2 separate regions of the Danio rerio genome follow, and region 1 is linked to region 2. The links are chromatin contacts, called in public Micro-C maps. All regions are on one chromosome and are shown on one strand. The core of a region is the stretch at or near the end of the contact, and the rest is flanking DNA. Distances in the headings are between cores, read along the strand shown. Region 1 overlaps tpst1 (tyrosylprotein sulfotransferase 1). Region 2 overlaps tpst1 (tyrosylprotein sulfotransferase 1).

What was found. Hi-C and Micro-C count contacts between places; a contact is called where the count stands out from the background.
Region 1: a Micro-C map of caudal fin shows a contact between it and region 2, with 3 times the contacts expected there. The contact joins two enhancer-like sites. A contact is called at or near these places in 2 of 18 Hi-C or Micro-C datasets (caudal fin and hematopoietic stem cells).

What each region holds. Positions count from the first base shown.
Region 1 is chr15:23,211,879-23,219,001 of GRCz12tu, forward strand. It overlaps tpst1 (tyrosylprotein sulfotransferase 1), which reads right to left. Exons shown (of 5, transcript NM_131403.1): 2 at 6,283-7,123. The coding sequence starts at 7,115. Among named protein-coding and RNA genes, the nearest start is that of tpst1, 25 kb to the right of the region's middle. Within about 2 kb of position 2,278, at least 5 of the 62 cell types and tissues checked have an H3K27ac peak or open chromatin away from gene starts, as enhancers often do. A contact at or near this core is called in caudal fin, where this site is marked.
Region 2 is chr15:23,161,714-23,168,779 of GRCz12tu, forward strand. All of the region lies in intron 3 of tpst1 (tyrosylprotein sulfotransferase 1), which reads right to left. Among named protein-coding and RNA genes, the nearest start is that of tpst1, 75 kb to the right of the region's middle. Within about 2 kb of position 1,783, at least 15 of the 62 cell types and tissues checked have an H3K27ac peak or open chromatin away from gene starts, as enhancers often do. A contact at or near this core is called in caudal fin, where this site is marked.

The DNA of each region.
Region 1 (7,123 bases), core at 1,028-3,527, 51 kb after region 2:
TGATCCCTTCATTATGTGGTTTTGGAAGAATAGCAGTGTATTCAGTAGGTGAGGTGTTCTGGGCTCATGCCTTTTTTCCGTTCCCACAACAAACCTTTCAAAGAAGCACTGCTTTTACTGTCAGCACTCTGTTTAATAAATGCCACTTTTTAACTGCGAGCCCTTCAGCTTTTCTCCAAATGTTCAAAGTAAAGGAAACAGCAGCCAACAACAGCACACTGAACGCTCAAATCTCAGTCTATTACACAGTAATGGTTAATCTGACCTCATGTAGTTTGATATATACGGTACACTGTAAAACCCAACAGTCAACTTTATCAAATGAAATGAGTGTAGTTAACTCAAAATTTACTGAAAGTTAATACTACTTATGTGAAAAGAGTTTTGAACTCAGTGTTGAATACAATGAGTTAATGAAATACCTCATGACTTCCACTTAAATGGAGTAAGTTCACAGTACTCACATAGATTAGTTTTTTTAATTCAAATGGTTTGTTGCAATTGGTTTCCTTAAACGGTTTGAGTTACCTTAAATTTTGGGATTTTACAGTGTATGTTTATATATTTGAAGAACAAACAGAATTTTGAACAAAATCAGAGTAAAGTAAGAAACAAAAAAGGATTACAGGAGTTCAACCTTCCAGCAGATATAAACATACATACATATATACAAGCATATATACAGACAGACAGACAGACAGACAGACAGACAGACAGACAGACAGACAGACAGACAGACAGACAGATAGATAGATAGATAGATAGATAGATAGATAGATAGATAGATAGATAGATAGATAGATAGATAGATAGATAGATAGATAGATAGATAGATAGATAGATAGATAGATAGATAGATAGATAGATAGATAGATAGATAGATAGATATTTATCACTAAATATGCTTGGGTTACCGTTAAAATACCTATGCAGCCCACCCAAGTTAAGTATATGTTTGGGAAACACTGTATACTGTAGTCACCATTTGAAACCTTTCATCAAATTTGTCCAAAAACTATTGAACAACAACAATTCTTGCATTATAACTATTTTGAAAAATGTTTTTGATCCACTTCAATTGTTGACTACTGTATAAAATAATAATGATAACAATAATAATAACAATAATAATCATCATCATCATCATCATCATCATCATCATCATTATTATTATTATTATTATTATTATTATTATTATTATTATTATACCATTGAATCAAGCCTCATGAGCACACCAATTTTGTTTTTAAACACTTGCCTGTTAACTTGTTTTACACCACATGTGAAATATTTGTACAATTATGTATTCTAAATAATTAGTACAAAGCAAATACTGCCCACCCCCCCCCCCCCCAAAAAAAAAATCAACAATCTGTATCAAATTATATCAATAGTTTAAAATCTTCCTTAAAAGACTAAATTAATCTATACTCAGTATTTATGCTTCAAAATTATTACTGTATTTTTCTTTATTATATTACTGCATCACTATTATTGGAGTAGGGGGTGCCTTTCTGGGTGATTTTACCCGCTGTTTTTAAGTCTTTTACTGTATATCTAAATGTGCATTTTGAACGAACCATTTCAATAATTTTAGAGAAAATATTGTGGGTGAAAATGAACAATCTAAATCAAAGACTGCTAAAACATCCTATTACTCAGAATCTAAAAGGAAGTGATAAAAGGCTGAAGATAAGAAAGAGACTAAATAGATGTCAAAAAAGGTCAGAACAAGTCTACAGTTCAGTCAGCTCACAGATATCAGAAGAGATGAAAGACAGACCAGAGACGCTCTAAGAACAAAGAGGAGCGAGAAGAGATATGCCACAGCACAGCTTCCTCTCTGACCATAAGCTTTTCATTCCTAAAAATAAAAGCTCAGCCAAAATAAAATCCCCAGGCCAAATTTCTCCATAGGACATCAAGGGATTTAACTGATTCATGTGTCAATAGAAGCGATGGGACGACCCTTTGTCCTTTCGAGATTTCAGTAACTTATGCAGTCCATATGTAATTCTTATATGCTTCAATAAACCACAGCCATAACATGTGACCAGCACTTGTAGTCTGGACTACAAGAGATTAATATAAAAAGCATCTAACCTTGTTCTGTTTCTGAATGCGTACATAGCTGCCTGAAGTACAGAAACAAATTATGTCTGAAAAGCTCTTGACAAAACAAGGTTGCACTTACAAAAGATAAATGCAAGTGACATCACCCAGCAGCCTTCATATTATACCTCAAATTTTCCAATTGAAAAAAAAAAATCAAACTCCATCAGGACTCGTGTTCCAGCAAGCTACAGCATGTTTTACTGCAGCAGGAATGTTAACGGTGAACTACACCCCTCCGTTTGGACTATCTAGGGCACCAACTGCACAGAAATCATTAGATTCATGAACATCAAGCCTTTCAAGCTGCAACACAACACACTTTGGTCGAACTGATCGTGTACACAACTGCACCCTAGGGGTTATCAAGTTGTTATCAGCCAGAACAAAAAATAATGCATCACTTGTCAGTGAGAAATGTAACACATGTAGAGTTATATTCTGAGAGAGAAAGGAACGCCTACACACATCTGCACATTCACATAAATGGACAGTTACCACAGAAACAGTGTTGTTTATGTTTGAAATAGCACACTATCATGATTTCTCAAATGTTTAGTAAGCTTGCAATGGACTGTGTGTGCGTGTTCAGTAGGCATGAAATATCCAGGTGATCTAATAACTCACGCATGACTTAACATTTGACATTCCATTTTGACAACCTTTGACTAAATTACCTTTCTACTGTGGTAATTTAAAGAAGATAAAAATCACAAAAATTTTTTTTAAATAACTTATATTTTATATTTAATTTATATTTTATAAAAAGCCTACGCTATAGTTGCTATTTAGAAAAAAATGCCTACAGAAAAGGGGTGCGACTAATCGAAATCGAACTGCAATCACAATTTGAAACGTTGCAATTAGCTAATCGCAAGAGTCTGCGATATGAAATATGTATGTATTATTTAATTTCCACTGCCCAGAGCAAATGCGTGACTGCCGTTTGTGTGTGACAGCCTTACTAGCCAATTGAGTGAGCACACCTTCATTATGCCCAATCAGAATTGCGCAAAAAAAGTCCTCAATAAAATAATAATGTATTTCATTTAAATTTATTATCAAGTGGGATAATGTTGTCTCCTGCTTCGGAATTATGAATAGACAAATTAATTTCAAAGAAAAACAGCATTGCTAATATGGGAACATTTTGGTTTCAAACTCACAGACACTGAACAAAATCAGGTCATTTTAAGAGCTGAGCTGTCGCTGAATTGTTGCTACTGCTTGCAGACTATTGAGCTGAACCTTGACTACAGAATTTAATTGTAAATAATCTGCAATATCTGTCAAAAAAAAAAAAAAAAAAACACACACACACAATTAGACATTTTTCCTAAAACACACAGCCCTATAACAGAACAATTCAAAGAACAATAAACATATTTATTGGGTAGCAAACACCTGCCACAACTTCACACATATGACTGTAGATTTGCATGTAATTACATTAATTAAATAAAAGTAGGGCATTTTGAAAATTGTATGTTTATAATTAATTATTTAATAATTATTTCAACACATCTTAATAATTGAGCACTTTTGAAGTATTGATTACTACTGTTTACATTATGCTTGCATTACCAAGGCAACAACGCATTTTATTTATGATCACTATATGATTTTATTATGATTCCAGAGAGCTCCATTTCACTTAGCACCATCGTAGTGAGTGAAACTTGAGCAAAGAGAGAGCGTTCGGCTCTTCTCTTTTAATTCAGGGGGAACAGTACAAAATGAATGTAATAAATAAATGTAACACATGTAGAATTACATTCTGAAAGAGAAAGGAAAGGCTACACACATCTGCACATTCACTTAAATGGACACTTACCACCATAATTTCTCAAATATTTAGCAAGCATGCAATGGACTGTGTGTGCGTGTTCAGTAGGCATGAAATATCCAGGTGATCTACTAACTCACGCAAGACTTAACATTTGACATACCATGAATTGACAACCTTTGACTAAATGACCTTTCTACTGTGGTAATTTAAAGAAAATAATAATCACTATTTTTATTTTAAATAACTTTTCATATCTTAATAAAAATTTGGAAAAAAATAAATTAATAAAAATAAGTCAAAATCCAGTTGAATCTAGATTCAAATTATTTAAACCAAAATGAAAATAAAAACAAACTAAAGCTTGAGCACCATGGCTCAGTGGGTAGCGCTGTTGCCTCACAGCAAGGAGATCACTGGTTCACGCCTCCGTGCTCCGATTTCCCCCACAAGTCTAAAGACATATAGTGCTATAGGCGAATTGGGTAAGCTAAACTTTCTGTAGTGTATGATTTATTAATCCGGGGTCGCCACAGCGGAATGAACCGCCAGCACTTATGTCTAGTAAATATTATTAAATCACTTATTGATGACAAAATAATAATAATTTACCTACACATATAATATGCCATAATTAAAAATAAATTTACCATGTAGATGTATTCATGCATTAATTAAAGAACCAAGTAATGTGAATGCAATGGAGTCTATCACACTATGAAACAACATTAAACTTTGCTTTACATTTAGCATTTAAAAACACTACAATATGGATGGAAATACAGTACAGTAAATTGCACAGTATGCCGTAGGCATTACGCAAGTATGCCAAACATAGCCTGTGTGACACAAACGGCTGGTGACATTAACTAGATATGATAACTGAACCATGTTTAAATGATCCAGATGGCTCATAAACCCAAGATACCCATGCTGGAACGCTGGCCTCAAAACCCTGCTTTGCTTTTAAAAGCAAACAATTATAGCTTGCTGTTAAAAGCATGTGTGTGTAGTAAAACAAACTGCAACATTCATTCACACACACACAGAACATGGACACTTCATTCATTCATTTATTCATCCATTTATTTATTTTCCTTTGGCTTAGTCTCTATTTTAGAGGTCACCGCAGTGAAATGAACCGGCAACTATTCCAGCATATGTTTTATACAGCGAATGCCCTTCAAGCTGCAACCCAGTACTGGGAAACACCCATACACACTTTTTCACACACACACTTACACTATGGTCAATTTAGTTTATTCAATTCACCTATACAGCATGTCTTTGGATTGTGGGGGAAACTGGAGCACTCGGAGTAAACCCATGTGATCACTGGGAGAATATGCAAAGAAATGCCCAGCTCAGACTCGAACCAGTGACCTTCTTGCTGTATATAAAAGACTTTATATCATGACTATAAAAGACTTTATATCACGTTATATCATGCAATTTATATCATGAATAATTTGGATGCTAAATTAACTAAAATTGCAAAGCGACACGCTATGTCTTTTAATAGACAACATTTCTTATGAGGGGAAGCACACCAGTGCAACCATTCACCATTTTTTTCACATTGCAAAAACCATGCAGAATACAATGTGAACACGGGGCAGGTAAAGAGGGTAAAGTCCCGATAGGATACAGCTGTGGATACGCACATCAATTTAGCATCATTTTTGTAAAGCTGTATAACAATAATTTATATTTTTACGTTACTATGACGGATGAGTTTAGGGTTGGGGTCGGGGTAGACATTAAAAAAATACAATTTGTTGGGTAATTTAATAAATAACATAAATAAAACTCGGTACAAATACTGTTTTTGCGTTACTGTGCTGGTTGGGTTTAGGGTTGGGGTAGACGTTAGTAAAATAAATACAATTAATGGGAAATGTAATAAACAATATAAATAATTCTTGTTAACTTCCAGACGCTTCCAATTGTGATCTAGCAACACCTGCAAGGTGCAGAAGTGCGAGGTTGGTAATGCTTAGCTGACCCAGGTTGCATGATATCTCGCTGTGCAAAATCAGACTCAGCATCACTCAAAACTTCTTTTATTATTGCTAAAAATTCATAAAATAATTACCAACATCTCAGACACTGACAACACAAAAGACAACACAAAAAAGGCACAACAATGACCAAAAACATTACAAGTCAGTTTTGACTTTTTTCACTTATAAGTATATAAATGTCGCATTTTTTTTTATCAGATTTAATCTAAACAAACTTTAACAACAGGGAATCAATGACTGTGAGGCTTGGAAAATGTGTTATGTACATTGGAAAAACACCTAAGGGTGAATTTGACCCCTGTGGTGGTTCTGCTAATTATTATTGATTAATTGACTAATCCACAAATCCCCATTACTTACTTGGAGAGCGAAACGCCGCCTGCTTTCCCGATGAGCTCCTCGTGGTGCAGAACTGCATCGTTCCAAGGAATGTTGAGGAATCTGAGAAGCGTCCTCATCCACTTTTCAGGGTGCAGGACGAGCTGTTCGTAGTGCACGGGCAGACACTTGTCTGCTGCCTCCAGGCACTGAGTGTACATTGTCTCTATGGCCCGGTTCCACTTTGTAAGACAGTCCCGGTAGCTGCTCAAGTCAAATCCAGCGATGGTGACCTTGCGGGAGATCATGGAGTGGACGGAGGCCCTGCCGTCACGAACCATAAGAATGAACTTAGCATGCGGGAAGATCTTGGCCAGATAAGTCAGTGATTTAAGAGCAAACGGGTCTTTATTACACAGGTAGTTGGCAGGTTCCCCGTGTTTTACGATGATTTCTAGTAGGAAAGCTTGCATGGCCGAGTCCAAGACCTCATCTGTCACTCCGGCTTCATCTAGACGCATTTTCTCCCGGCCAGAGCGGCTCCACATCTGCTTCATAGCCAGAATCCGAGGGATTACGCGGGTTTCTTCCCCACAGCGCACATCGGGATGAGCGTCCAGCATAGCCCTCATTAGAGTGGTGCCGCTGCGAGGGACACCGCCGATAAATATTAGAGGCATGTCTTTATTGTAGATAAAGGGGGTGCTAAGGTTTTGGCCTGTTCGGAGGGTGGCGTGCAAGCTGCTCAACAGGGGCTGGCTGCGCTCCTCTATCCGGTGATGGCAGTCCATGGCATGGCGACACAGATAGAAGACTGTGACCGAGCTAATGACCAGACAGGCCACTAGTAAGTTCTGCTTTAACTTGCCAATCATCTCGGGGA
Region 2 (7,066 bases), core at 533-3,032:
GGCTGTCAAGCATTCATTGTTAGTTCACAAAATACTTTCCAATTCCCGTTTACACTCTAAAAATGTGAAAATATGAATAAACCAAGTTTTCCCAGTGTCAGCGAAGCCACAGAAGGACAATTCTGGATTCCTTAAAGAACCGCTCAGTCAACGGTTTGACAAAGAACCAAACAATTTCATAATCTAAAGAACCATTTTCCACAATAAAAGCATTCTGTGGATTTAAAATGTTGTTCAGATTTTAAAGGTTTTTCATAGAAACATTGATACTAGGACATGAAACTAGGACTGCACAATATATTGTTTCAGCATTGGTATCCCAATGTGTGCATTCACAACATTTCCATCCCAGGATCTGTAATGTTGAGTTGGGATTATAGTTGTTCAGTGATAAAGACTCTACAGTGTTATTTTACATTACATGTGATTGTTCAATTTAGGCATGGGTCGATATCTGTTTTTAAAGTATACCATGGTTTGGAAAAGTCAAGGTTTTAAACCCACCAACATTTTCTGATTTTGTTTTCTGTCATTTTCTTACCGTTCAAATGTGTACAACCTTTTATTTACTTTGTTGTTGTTGTTGTTATTTTTAGGACAACAGTGTCTCTAGCAGAAAAGATATCCAAAGTTGTCATTTAAATTATAAAAAAAAATAATAATTGTGTTTTTGAAACTAATGAAGAGAGCAGAAGTCAATGATTCATTTGAATTATTTAGCCTGACATGTTTACTGCTCCAAAATGTTTTAAATGTTTCTCAAAGTAAAATATATTGTGTTTAAAGGGAAAAAAGTTTTTTTATTTTTACCCAGACAATTAAAAAGAATATATTTTAGAGCAGTAATAACAATTAGGCAAACGCGTGAAACCATGATATTTTTATCTAAGGTTATCATACCGTCAGAATCTTATACCAGCCCATGCCTAGTTCAGTTGCTGTACCTGAATATTTGACTACTGCTTGATTCTTCGGAAAACTGCTCCATCTTGTTTATTTATGCTTGCGAATTTGTTTGATTCACTACTACACCAGATTAGACATCAGTCTAATTAGTTCAGTCAATCTAAATTGATGTTTTCATTTCAAATAGAGCTTTTCAAATAATCTGCAGAAATAGTACTAATATCGCTATATATATATATTGAAGTAAAATACAACATTGTTATGTCTGATTTTTTTCATTATCATGCAGCCCTAAATAATACCAATGAAGTCTTGTTTGTGTTTATTTAACCTCTATTTCTCTTAAGAGCTTCTTCAGTCTGTTGGCTACAAAAAAAGATATCCTGAACAATGTTAGTAAGCAGTGACTGAAGCAGTAAGTACAAAGCATAGCATAATGGAGGAAATACTATGGGAGTCAATTGCAATCAATGGTTGCCAACATTCGTCAAGATATCTTCTTTTGTGTTCAACAGAAGAATGGGAAAAAAACACCAGTTTGGAGATCAAGGTAATTTAATTCCTTTATGAAAAATCCCTTAAAATGTCTCAGCAACACCATTTAATTAATTTTAGATGACCAAAAAATGATCCTCTTACCTTAGTAAACTCTTTTAGAACTAAATGAAATGACTAAAATAGTGACAGTAAAATATTTTCACAGTATAAAGGTTATTATTATTGTGTTTCCAACCACTTTCAACATGAAATCCGGTGTGTTCCGCCTTATTTATGTTTATTTCAGATTATTTTGAGCTTTAAAAAGAAAAAAGAAAAAAAAAAGAATCATTAAAAGCATCTACATGATCTTTCCAGAAGGGGGCGCTACACACCTTCTAACCAGCAGAACACACTGCGACTATTGCGAGTGGAAAATGAGGCCACAGATCTACATATACAGTGATTAGATCGGGAATTGAAAACATGAGATCAGAGGAGAAAACCGCAGGACACCTGATCAATTAACCAGTGTTACGATCAGAAATGACGTGAACAGCAATAAAATCAGAGTGAGAGCAAGCAGATGGAGATCTCAAATTGCTACCATTTTATTTTGGCTATAGATGAGACGAAAAAAGGAAGAACAAAATAAAGACAAAGCCATTAATGAAGAGCTTATAGGGACAGGCAGAATATCTACCATACCTGTGTCTGTTCTTTAAGAAAATCAGGTAGCTGAAATTCACCCCTAAAGACCTGGAAAAACAGAGAGCTCATTTTAGAGGCTACAGTATATAAACACCATCTTTCACAGTTCAGTCCTCAAATTCGACACTTTTTTTGTGTATCCGCTTGCTTGTTGGAAAAACATCCCTCTCATCGGCATCAATACAAACAGGTTTTATATGCCTCCAGAAGGCCGTAATGGGCAAATGAAAAGTCTGCTGTTGAACGGATAACAGAGTCCTCTTATGTGAGCCACTGGAGGAGGATATTGTGTGTCAATTCCCAGGGTGTCTAACTACACAAACTTCACAAGCTCTATACTGGGATGAAAGAAAGAGTGAATGAAAAAAGCCAGTCAGAACGAAAGCTGGAATCAGAAGCACCACAGTCTTCAATTAAGACACATCCAGCTGATCTCATTTCCTGCCTCTCTGAGTTTAGCAAATGAGGAGTGAATATCTGTGTGTGCCACAGGAAAGAAGCGCTGACCTGAGCGCAAATGCCAGACAACTTGGCCATGGAGCGATTGTTCAAAAGACTTTTCCGCTGTGGAAGGTCTAGACTGTCAGAAATCTGAAGCTTGCGCTCTTCACTTCAGTGCTGTCGGTCACAGGAGCTCTATTTCCTAGAAACATTTCACTTGTGATGGAGCCAAAAACTACATTCAGGAGAGGCAGAGCTCTTAAAAGATGATCAGTGCTGAACTGCCTTTCCTCACACATAAAATCAGATCAATCGAATTGTAATTACAGATGGACAGAATTTAATCCTACAGTATGTGAAATTTCTGGCATAAAACTCTACTGAGAGGTCACCTAATCTGCTCCTGCGTCATTAACTACATGGCGCAGGAGATTGGTTGCTGTCACCTCGGCAGCCAATGAGCTTGCTCCTCATCAGCTTACAAGCTCTGTGTCATTCTACAGCGTTTAAGCTGCGGCATACTATTGAAGACCCTCCTTCACCCCAGCTCCACCTGTGTTAAGATCTGCTAATATAGGGGTTATTTCTATATTATTTATATATATAATGTTTGCAGTAGCAGTGTGTTATATTCTCAGATAAGATGTCTTTGTATAAACTAGCAGAAGAAGGTATTGATACTTGCTCTGCCATAATAATCAAAGCAGAAGAAGCGTAACAGATCTATACCACCAAGACCAAGACCATCAACATTTCCATTAACATATTCATACTAAATGCCGAGTGTTCATGAAAAAAAGACAGAAAAGAGTCTGATTCATATGAATGTGACTCTAACAAATCATTCTTGTGAAACAGTATAGTCTGGTTCATGACTTATAAATGAAGCAAAAGCAGTTTTTCATAATTTTGTGATTCATGTTTTAATATTTCCATTCATTTGTTCTTTTAAATTGCATTATGGGGCCTTGATCTTTCTTCCAGCAACTTTAAACCTTGAAAAGTTTGAAAAAGTGAATTTTATTAACATTTTTAATAGTTTAAAGTGATATATTGTGTGGTTTGGAGCTGTAAATTACAGTACAAAAACTTTGCCAGTACAATTTTTTTTACAGATTTATTTATATTACTACTTATATATTATATCATTTCAAACAACTAAAATGTCAATAAAATTCAGTGTCATAACTCTACAAAAGTGTAGAGTTGATTTTCAACATCTAAGGCTAAGTTATACTTCTGCGTCGAGTGATTGCCGTGACCCATGGCACCTGCCTTGCGTGAACCATTGCATTTATACATCTGAATGCTGTTTGTGTTGCTTTGCAACAACATTTCCGACACGCAAGCTGGCAGTAGGTTATTTTATGTTCCTCTGTGTTGAGTTTCTTCATGGGTGTTTTGTTTTTTTCTGAACCCTACCTTATTGTACAATTAGGTAAAACTCCCTCATTCAGAGGTGGGAACCGACAGACGAGCAACAACTTTAATCATAGGGTAAACACAAAACACAAAAGTTTCCATCTGAAGCTCCTTCATGGGACTCGACACTTGTAAACACTCGCTCCATTGGGCTCGTGGCTCTCAGCACCGCTCACACTTGTCACCAATACCAAGCCAACCAATCACAGAGCTTTTTTAGAGGTGAGCATCAGCATTGGCATCAGCCATGGCGAGTGCTATGCAACCGTGCAAACCGTGCCGCACCATATGTGTGTAATTAACGCAGAAGTATAAATCAGCTTAAGCAGACAGAGCAGAGATAAAACTCCCATAATGCAATTCACAACCGTAAATATATATGGAAACTGTTAATTAACTTTTTCTTTACATGATCAGTGTAGTCCAATAATAAATTAGGCTAATCAAAAAAAAAAAAATACATACCACATAATCACAGTAGAATTAATAATAAATAATCTAATGTTTAGTGAATCAGTTATTCTTAAGGAATCAAATAACAAAGCACAACCTTCTGTATGTAGTCTTATTAATGAAAAATGTTTTGTATTATACTGTACGACTGTAGTCTGATTAACATTAACTTATTTTAAAGTAATAAAAAACAAACAGCAAAGTGTAATCTGATTCACGAACAAATAAATCTTATGAAGCAGTTGCTTTTGATGAACCAAAAACGAACTGCATAATCAGTGTGACAAATGACTCTCACAAATAAGCTATTTTAGTGATTCAAAAACAGACATTGTAGTCTGATTCACAAATAGATGACTCTTAGGAACCAGTTACTTTTAGTGAATCAGGAAAAAAACTACACTATCAGTCTAATCTATTTAATACATAAAGGAATCTTAAGAGCCTGTTATTTTACGTGAATATTAAATACCACATGATCCCTGTAATCTGAATCCCAAATACTTGACTTTAAAATAAATCTTAACAGACAACTGCAACCAGCAACTTCAACTCAACTGCTTTATGTATGACTTGAGATTTTGTAATCAGTGTAGTCTTGCACATGCCATTTTGTGGGAGTGTTTGGATTTCTTGAGTAGAGGGACGGAGAGTGAATCTGACTCTCTCCTAAAATCACAGCCAGCTCAACCATGGGATATGGCCATTCCGCAGGACTCCAGACCCAATTAATGAGTGGAGTCTCCGGGCTGCTGGTTTAGGAGAGCTGCTCTCACTGGTGGGTCAAGAGGTGGGGGTTCAGCCGCTGGGTGGAGAAGGAAGTGAGTTCAGAAGGGGTTTGTTTGAGTAGCCTAGCCAAGCTTGCGGTTCTCAGTCTGAGTGGAATTCATTTGCAATAGGAAAGGCGTGCATGCTTCCCATTTCTCTGGGTCAAATTTCGAAACTATCCATCATTCATTCAAACCGTTACTCACACTACATTCTGTCAATGTTGAGATGGTGGTGGGGATTTGTATTTATATTGCAAATGGCTGAAGACAAACAATGGTTAAGAAAAGAAAGATCTGTCCCTTTTTTAATGTTTTAGCTGTGACTGGAATTTAATATGAGTAAGAAATGTATGAGCAGGACTTTTAAGAACACAAAAGGCCAAAAAAAGAACATCTTATCTTATTCTGTTCCCAAACACACCTTCATATCTCTACAAAAACAAGCATCTGATGCTGGTTCTCTATGTTGGATGTAACTGCAGTAACACGCAAAATGAGACAACCAAGACCTTACATGACATTTGTTTGGCTCGCTGTAGTAGTGAAGTGAATTTTTCATCGCTGATGTAACGGGACACACTTATTCTTCAAGCATGAGCAGTGGGTGAAGAGAATAATCGGAGAGGACCTGCGGGTAACTAAGGGCATGTGTGATTGAGACCTCCACAGATCGTCCGGTCTGGAGCTTCAGGGAGGCGGTAGTGGAAAAACTGACTGTGTGGCCCAGCAGGGAATTCACTCTCCTGGAATGTTTACATTCAGCCCTCCTGCAGCTCATATCTGCATTGGACCGCTTACTGAACAGTAGGTTTACCTTCTATAAATACACGAAGCAAAATATTCATCATCGACATGATGTAATAATTGGCAAATAGCCAACATAAAAAAGGGAGGGCTGTGCTATGTAGAAGATATAAAAAGAAAAACTCATGTTGTGATAAACAACTACATTTTTTAAGATTTGTTTGCCATAGATAAAAGGAGTAGATTTATTTGCAACAAAAATACCCTTCTAAAAGCTTATGATAGATATGTGAAAATGGATGTGGAAAACATGAGATTAGATGAATGATATGAAAATGATGTGAAGTCTTTGTGTAAAAATAGATTCTCAAAAGAAAACATTATATATCTTCACTGCTTTTTTTATTTAATCAATTCTTTCTTCCATTGAAGTATTCAAACCATTGAAAAAAATAAGGTCAGTGAGGTTTTATATTAAAACAAAAAGAAAAAAGAATACTTTGTACAAGGACACATAATTAAACTGTAACTCTAGATATATAAAATATTTCTATCAATATTGAACTTTCTATTTATTAATGACAAATATCATGCGGTACATTATTATTAAAAAGGAATGTTCTTGACTAGCAAGTCAGCACACTTAAATAATTTCTGAAGAATTGTGTGAGTAATGATGACGAAGATTAAGCTGTGTTTTCACAGGAATGTCAAAGACTATGTCTGGATCAGATTCAGAGTGAGTAGACCGAGTCATTCTGTGATGTCTTACAAGCAATGCTTCTACCTCTTCTAACCAGAGCTTCTGTTCACTTTCAGAAGATGCATAATGTGTCCTGCTACCATTGAACACAGAAAACATTGAAAGCCAGAAATGCTTGACAACAGTGGGTAAACATGGTGTCAGCAATGACCAAAACATGTTTGTCAATGGTGGGGAATCAATATAAGAAGGCAAAACAGCACAGAATCTGTTATCGTAATAAGTACAGCTTAGCATAGGGCTAGGTGATAAAAATCGGCATCAATAATTACTGACCAAATGCATTGTCAATATTGATAAAAAAAAAAAAGATTCGGAATGTAGTTTCGTATGAAGCGCTATAGTTTTATTAAAATGTGGCTGCTGAGTACGCGCTTTG